Regions from separate parts of the Zea mays genome. Here all the other regions are linked to region 3. The links are chromatin contacts, called in public Hi-C maps. All regions are on one chromosome and are shown on one strand. Each heading gives the region's core, a stretch centred on a gene start, on an enhancer-like site or on the middle of the called end of the contact. The rest is flanking DNA. Distances are from core to core; before and after follow the strand shown. Region 1 holds the start of LOC100280167. Region 2 has its middle 70 kb from the start of LOC100280167. Region 3 holds the start of LOC100217242 (COV1-like protein).

Region 1 (2,700 bases), core at 162-2,661, 220 kb before region 3:
ACTCTGGTGGTGACGTAGTTGCTGTCCGCCCCCAGGAGCTTGGCGAGGCCGAAGTCCGAGACCTTCGGGTTCCACCTCCTGTCCAGCAGGATGTTGCTCGACTTGATGTCCCTGTGCACCACCTTGGGTTCCAGCCCCTCGTGCAGGTACGTGATCCTGAACCATCCCACAGATCAATCTCTCTCTCTCTCTGGCCATGCCGGCCGTTCAGAGGCAGAGTACATGAGCAGAACGAAAAGCAGTGTGGGAGGAGGCACCCTTTGGCCATGCCGAGCACGATGTTCATCCGGACGTCCCAGGTGAGCGGGCTCACTGCCCCGACGTCGCCGTGCAGCCACTGCTCGAGGTTGCCGTTGTCCACGTACTCGTACACAAGTATCCTGGGATCACAAGCAACCGCATTTAGGTTAGGTAGAGCCGTAGAGGTACGATGCGCAGCGCACGAACAAAAATTTACCACAAAGCAAGAAGCAATAATAATGCACTTCTGTACCGTTGGGCGCCCTCGGCGCAGTAGCCCAGTAGCCGGACCAGATTCTTGTGCCGGACGCGGCCGATGGCCTCCACCTCCACCCTGAACTCCCGCTCGGCTTGTCCCCTGTTGTTGAGGAGGTTCTTGACGGCGACCTGGTAGCCGTCGGCGAGGACGCCGCGGTAGACGATGCCGTACCCGCCCTCGCCGACGACGTGCTCGGGGGCGAACGCGGCGGTGGCCTCCTCCAGCTCCCGCAGCGTGTACCAGTGGCCCCAGCCGAGGTGCGACACCTCGGGGCCCACGGCCGCCGACAGCGCGTCGGACGCCGCCGCGACCATGCGCTGGCCCTTGCCGGCCTCGATGTGGACGCGCTGCGACCCGTACGCCACGGACTCACCGTCGCCGCCGCCGCCGTCCTTGAGGAACGCGTGCCCCGTCTCGAGGTAGTGGCGGAGCGAGCCGACGTGGACGGCCACCTCCTGGATCTCCTTGGACACGGGCGGGATGGTGGACGGGGACAGCGGCGGCGCCCCCGCCGGCGCGTGCGCGGGCGCGTGCGCGACGCCCTTCCTGGGCCGCCTCCGCCGCGCCGCGGCGAGGTGGAGGGAGATGAGCACGAGGAGCAGCACGAAGGCGGCCCCGACGGCGATGCCCACCAGCACCCACAGGCGCAGGCCCAGCACCGCCGTCCTGCGCGACAGCTCGTTGCGCAGCAGCGGCGGGGGCGGAGGAGGCGACATTGCGGGAGCCCGGCGGTGCGGCTCCCTCCTGCTCGCCGAAGCAGCCAGCCCGGACGCGCACTTGGCGGCTGGCGCTACTCCTATCCTACCTACCACCAGGCTCTCCTACAGCTGCTGCATGGTACAGTCGCTAGCTCACTGGTCTGATCACTAGTAGTGATGAGTCACTGCCGCCTGCTATGAGCGAGGACTAGTGACGACCGACGAGCACGAGATGATACAGGACAGGAAGTTTAGCAGCAGATGGGCTGGCTTCCTGTGGGCCCGGGAAAGTTGAGCTGGGTTGTCCGTTTCTGTGCCTGTGGGCTCGTCTCCTCTGACAGGCGGATCTTGGATTAAACTAGCCTGGAGTAATTAATCAATGCTCGGAAGTCAGAACCGAGGATCTTGTTGAGGTGATTAAAGCTCGAATTAACTCTCGGCAACTGCAGGGCGGGTAGAAGAAGGTTGGTGATGTTGTCCGCATCGATTTCTCCAACTTGGTCTGGACCGTCCACTGGGCAGATCGGACGGACGCAAGTGGCCTCTGCAGCTCCGGGCATCCACGACCCCGCTAGTCCAAAAGCCGAGCGATTGCAGGGAATCTCTGGACTGTCTGCGCTGCCTAGTGCCTAGTACTGTGCTGACTTTTGGCTTCAGCTGAGCAAGATGGCAAAATGCGTGGTGGATTTCAGGATTTGCATAAAAGTTTCACTGCGCGGCGGCTCGGCACGACACCAAAAGGGTTCACTGTTCGGAGTCCCTCCCTTCCATCTTTTCGAAAAAAAAATTCCGTGCGAACCAGACACAACAAGAAGCGAGTGGATCCAGTCTGAATTGCTTAAGCGTGGCAATCTTATCGACGGCTGGATAGGCGCATGCAGTCCACGGTAAAAAATGCATATTCCTATTTAATCATCTACTAATCTTCTTAACCCTAGTCGTCGTCATGGAGGTTGATTTATCTCTCGGTGAGGACGCTGCTCCAGTTGAAGATCGTGATGCCGTCGGATATGAGTATCACTACAGTAAACGAAGAAATTTCCGACGGCTAAAACCGTCGGACATAAGATTTGGACCGTCGGAGATAAGCTATGTCCGACGGCATTAGCTTACCTCCGACGGTTTTAAGCCGTCGTGGATAACGCGTCGGAAATAGCGTTATATCCGACGGCAGCCGTCGGACATAGCGTATGTCCGACGGCCCCATCGAACCGTCGGAGATAAGGCGGCGTAACCGTTTTACCCGTCGCCTGGGCCCACAGCTGTTATGTCCGACGATTTAAAGCCGTCGGACATAACATATAGCATATTTCCGACGGTTTTAAGCCATCGGACATAACATTTTTCAGAAATTGCACAAAAATCTGAAATTTAAAAAATCTGACATTTGCAAATACAAAACAGATTTCATACACATATACACATTCACATTAACAAATATACTCACATAAGTATACACATTCACAAATATAATCACATAAGCATTCACATTCACAAAATTTA
Region 2 (2,700 bases), core at 119-2,618, 150 kb before region 3:
TTAAACCTAAAGAACCTTTGGTGGGCATGTAACATGTTTCTATACTTATTATTGCACTCTCAACATAGGTTTATGATTTTGTTTCTATTAGCTGGGTGGAGTGTCACCCTATTGCAGCAGCCTGACCAGTTTCTCAAATATGCATAACTGGCAGTAAATCCTAGGAACCACACATGACACACTGTATTAATTAGTCCCCCCATGATAGTCTGTATAAGTTGTGCACTGGCAAAAGGGAACTGTTGAATTCTGTAATCCAAATAAAATCTCCTCCATGACACAGGATCAAATAGAACTTCCTACAAGATCAGCTACTATTTGAAATAGAACTTCCTAAGTGAGAGGCCGCTCAGGACTTTCATGTCGAAAGAATGATTTCTTACAAACTCTAGGAAGTATTATTGCTTCAGTTCCTCTTCTGTTGCCTTCTTTTAACCTGATCTTTGTTGGCTCACTCACTTCGACATTGTGCAGCGCAATATTACCGGCACTTTTTCGTGTTTGTTTCTTCCTCGACTCTTATTTGCATTTACATATTTGCAATGTCAGCACTGTAGGCCTTCAAACACTCTCCAGCTTCTTTGGGGCTTCCGATACAGATCAGACGGCAGGCCTAGCATCTACAGCCAAGGATGCCTGAACAACTTCCTCGAAGTCTTCTGTAGCAAGACAAAGCCTTCCAAACACAGGTTCCGGGCCTACACAAGTTCCTGTCTGTAAATTGCGAATGCAGTGTGCATGCGTCTCGGGCTGGCCCTTTGCAATCCTCTCGCACCTCACAGGCTCGTAAGGAGCACAGATTCATGTGCAGTTAGGTTTCCTGAAGACCTAAACCGCGTGATCTGATCTGATATTCTGATGCCCACTGAGTTGAATTCCCATCATTCAAGGCATCCAACAAGAGACGACCTAAACTCTTCGTCTGCTTCTGGAATTGGGTCTTGGAACGTTGGTGTCTGCTTTTTGTTTCTGGTGGGAACCCGTCCTGATTCCTCGAGGGTATCTTCTGCTGGTCTCCTGGGTTCTGACTACTGCCAAGGACTTTACTGGAGGACTGGAGCATGTTGATGTCGAAGCCGGCTGTGCTGGAGGACTTTACTGCTGGTCTTCTTGCATTGCAACGGTTCTTCTCATGGAATTCCATTTATGTGCAACTGGAAGCTAGAATGTGAGCATATCTAGCGCAACTATACATATTGGTGTAGCAGTGCAACCAAGATAAGTAGAGGCAGGAAGATTTTTTTATTATTATTTTTGCTGCAACGCAAGTCGCAGCGTGTTTCTGAAAGCGACTAGCACTTGCTGAGCTCGCAATTGGCCCTGAATCACGTCGACCAAGTCCACTTGCTGACTTCGCAATTGTTTGTTGACTGCGCAGGTGGTCAGGGCGCCGCAGTTCTGAGTTTGGCGGTTGTTTGTGCTGCGTTAACTCGCAAGTCAAAGTGATCAGGGCGCCGCCGCAGTTCTGAAACGCGTGGGTTTTTAAAGAGAACAATAATATCATGAAAGGATTTGACTATTTAACAATCTTTTGAACAATAATATCACGGAAGACTTAACAATTATTCAACGACCATTTAATGGAACATGTAGTGCGTTATACGTGGTACTATCTTAGTGTTGCTACTCTATCCAATTATCTGTGGTGATGTTGAATGGATGATTGAATAACGATAGAATTTATGTAATGGTATTTAGATGGATATACTTGATATTCACACAATGTATTATTTTGACATATGCTTAATCTCTGTCGGCATGGATGACCTGATGGGTGACTCATACCTGTATGGGTACTGTTGACGCCCGTAGCGGTGCCCTCTGCACAGGGGCGGACGGTCCGCGCGCAGGGGCCGGACGGTCCGCGACCTGGTGCGAGGCGCGACGATGCTCTCTGGTCAGGCGCGGACGGTCCGCGACCTGGTGCAGGAGCTCGGGTTCTCTGCCTTACGGCCGGACGGTCCGCACCCTAGGGCCGGACGGTCCGCGCGTGCGCAGGGGCGGCGGAAGATCGCCGGCGGCGCCTGGATCTCGCTCCCGGGACGGACCCCGTCGGGGAGGAGAGATCCTAGGAGTTGTCTAAGCTCGAATAGACCGACCTAGACTCCTCTAATCGACGTAGAGTCGAGGAGAGGCAGAAGATTTGGGGATCGAGAGGCTAAACCTAAACTAGACTAGAACTACTCCTACGATAAAATGCGAAATAGAAGTTGTATTGATTCGATTGTTGATGATTAATCGGCCGTAGACCTCTCTATTTATAGAGGAGGGGGGCTGGACCCTTTACACAACTGATTCCGAGCTAATCCTGCGAATATAGCTAACAACCGTAGCACAAAACTCGGAACCCTAAACTGCTCTGCGCATGCGCGGACCGTCCGGCCCACAGGCGCAGACTGTCCGGACCGCGGACCGTCCGGCCTCAGGGCTGGACCGTCCGCCAGCTCAAAAGTGTGCTCAACATATGCCCCCCTGCCTTTTGGTGGACCTGAGCAAACCAAAAGCAACTAACTCGATGTGATTACATCGGTTCTCTTAGGCATCTTGCCACATACTAGGATGGTACTGTTTGAGGAAACGCCCATTCAAAGCCTTAGACAAATCCTTGCCTTGTAATGTTTGTAGCAAATAGGCGTTGCCAGACATCACCTGTTTTACTTTATAAGGACCCTCCCAGCTTGGCGACCATTTCCCAAACTT
Region 3 (2,700 bases), core at 115-2,614:
TCGGCAAAGATGGGGTTTTTGTCGAGTGCTGCCAGGAAGACACTCGGCAAAGCTAACATCTTTGCCGAGTGTCACAAGGGACACTCGGCAAAGCCTCCGTCTCCGTTACCCGGCGCCGTAACGGCCGCTTTTCTTTGCCGAGTGCTGTCTGGCACTCGACAAATATTTTTGCCGAGTGCCCGAGAAAAAGCTCTCGGCAAAGAAGGCTTTGCCGATGCACTGTTCACCGAGCCTTCTTTGCCGAGTGTAACACTTGGCAAAGCATTTGCCGAGTGTTTTCAAGGCTTCACCGAGTGCTTCAGGCACTCGGCAAAGCGATTGATTCCGGTAGTGAGTTTAATGAAAGAGCACTATGATAAAACACCATACACAAGGTAACATAATGTTGTAGGTATATAGAGCCATGCATGCACGACGGAACGAGGCATGCGGTGGTAGGGGGCCTCAATTTTTAGTGCCCCCAAAATTATATAGCCCATCACTAATTAAATTCAATACCTTGTAATGAGATTTCTATGTGAAGTTTATAATTAATATTTATGCCAACTATATATAGGAATCACTACGACATCTCTTCTTATTTCGTACTATAGGAATCACTAGCTATGTAGTTTATTTCTATGCAAATTACAAAACGTCAATGAGGGCCACTGGAATAAGATGTATATATTGGCAAGTGCAAAACTATATAATTTGAGATAATTGGTACTTAAAGGCCAGCAGGAACAAGTAAGTGAGAGATATTCAGGTAATGACTGTTTGTCTCGTACTATTGTAAGATAATTCTTCGTAAGTACTCAATGCTAGTTTGGTGTGGCTTTGAATTTTTGTATTTTAAAAAAAACGAGTCGTTAAACTTACGAAAAATTTAAACGAATTATAATAAATTAGAATAAATGAAGTATTATATATGATTATCGTTTTAATTTTTTTATACGGTATAGAGTCTATTTTAGAGTTCGGTAACTCTGCATCTTGCACACTTTCTTGTTTTTTGATTTTTTAGACGTAGCAGATCGATTTTTTGTGAGCCGTAGCTCCGAGATCACGCACGTGCTCACGGCCAACGGGCAACGGCGGTGTGAGCGGATGTGCCGCTATTACACGCACGTCGTCGAGGCGAACAGAACACAACAGCGACGGTGCGGCGGGTTCGAAATGGAGCCAGACCCGCCGCTTGCGGTGCGCAACCACCGCCGCCCGCAAGGCCGCAACGCGCGGACCCACGTGCCCCGTCCTCGCAGGATGACACGCGGGGCCAGATCCGACGGCCCCCGCACGAGGGCAGTTCGGTCACTACTGCCGGCGGCGTCTCGCTTTCCAACTCCGCCACCACACGGCCCACACCACGCCAACTGCTTCCGCAAGGCCGCGAGAGCTTTGCGTAAGGTAAACTTCAGCGAGCAGCATCCGTCCCACCGACCGCAATGCCGGAGGACAAGGAGTACGCGCCCGTGCCGCTCGGCCAGGCGGCGGCCGAGGCGGCAGCGCCTGACTCCGAGGACCCTGCCAAGTCGCCGCCGCGACCCAGCTCGCCCGGCACGTCCACTCGCAAGGTCCGGATCCTTCTCGCCCTAGACCCTGCCCCGCCCTGCAGCTTCTACCTATACCCTAGTCGCTTCGCTTCGATCTGGTCGCCTCTGTGCGGCCGCACTGTTCAAGTTCAAACTGCCTTTTCGCCTTCCGGTCTTCCGCCTCCTTTCCTTTCTCGGGAGGGAAGCATGAGTTGGCCATGTGCGGGACCTGACCCGACCACGCCTGAGCCTGACGCCTTCGGTGGTCAAAATAACCCTTTGATTTTTTTTTTCTTTTTTCGCCTAATATTTCGTATCGGTTCTCATAGTTCTGGCATGTGCACTTTTTATTGTTATCGTGAAAGGCTGAAATCCACTGGACGTAACATGATTTCTCCTTCGCGACACCAAATACAGACCACGCTCGCGCTTGGTGTGTCAATACTCGTGTTATGTGAAGTAGACACTGATTTAAACGAGAGACTATTAGCTATGACCGAGGAATATTTGGGCCGAATGCTGCATTTATTCTACTGTTAATTAGACTCCAAGCAAATTCTGGCATTATTAAGATGCCAAGTTGGCCTACAATAACTAATGCGATGTTCTTGGCTTCCGATGTTTCATGAATTTGAACATGCAGGGTTTTGCAGAGTCAGTGCATAGGATCTAGCCATACAGTTTTGTTAGAGAATTTGCACCATAGAATAGAAATTTGATCAACTAATTGTGATTGAGTGTTAGCCTCAACTATATCCTAGTGGACAAAAAAAAAACTCGGCCGGTGGGGAAAGACACCACTACGGTATTGTATTAAGAAGAAGCTCAAACTGAGCCCTATAGAGAAAGATCACGCAAGCTGCCCCTGCAGCATGAGGGTCTGCCCCCTTATAAGTAAGATGTTTTCTCGTGCTTTGAGCCTCCTAACCCCCACACGAGGATCCGTTCCCTATAGGCCAGTCTATCTCATGCACAACGAGTGGCCTTTTTTAACCACAACCTGAAATTCGCTCCCACTAGGAGACGAACCTAGAATACAAGGAGTGCTACTAGAGCCATCTAACCAACTCAGCTAGAGGCCCGTTCGCCTAGGGGACAAATAGCACTCCATATATTTAGGCATTCTGCCATTTTCCATCTTAAAGTTTTATTTATTAAACCAGCAATGTTCGCATCATTCTAGCAA

The links. A called contact is a pair of places that touch in the nucleus more often than the background predicts.
Region 1: a contact with region 3 is called in a Hi-C map of ear, with 2.1 times the contacts expected there. The contact joins the promoter of LOC100280167 here to the promoter of LOC100217242 in region 3. A contact is called at or near these places in 5 of 25 Hi-C or Micro-C datasets (ear, endosperm, leaf and 2 more).
Region 2: a contact with region 3 is called in a Hi-C map of leaf, with 5 times the contacts expected there. The contact joins the enhancer-like site here to the promoter of LOC100217242 in region 3. A contact is called at or near these places in 14 of 25 Hi-C or Micro-C datasets (bundle sheath, ear, leaf and 4 more).

What each region holds. Positions count from the first base shown.
Region 1 is chr8:103,142,055-103,144,754 of Zm-B73-REFERENCE-NAM-5.0, reverse strand. It overlaps LOC100280167, which reads right to left and starts at 1,411. Exons shown (of 6, transcript NM_001153099.2): 1 at 494-1,411; 2 at 258-380; 3 at 1-156. The coding sequence starts at 1,215.
Region 2 is chr8:103,072,414-103,075,113 of Zm-B73-REFERENCE-NAM-5.0, reverse strand. No RefSeq gene overlaps it. Among protein-coding and RNA genes, the nearest start is that of LOC100280167, 70 kb to the left of the region's middle. Within about 2 kb of position 1,368, at least 6 of the 20 cell types and tissues checked have an H3K27ac peak or open chromatin away from gene starts, as enhancers often do. A contact at or near this core is called in leaf, leaf mesophyll and root tip, where this site is marked.
Region 3 is chr8:102,917,713-102,920,412 of Zm-B73-REFERENCE-NAM-5.0, reverse strand. LOC100217242 (COV1-like protein) reads left to right here and starts at 1,364. Exons shown (of 8, transcript NM_001143597.1): 1 at 1,364-1,556. The coding sequence starts at 1,428.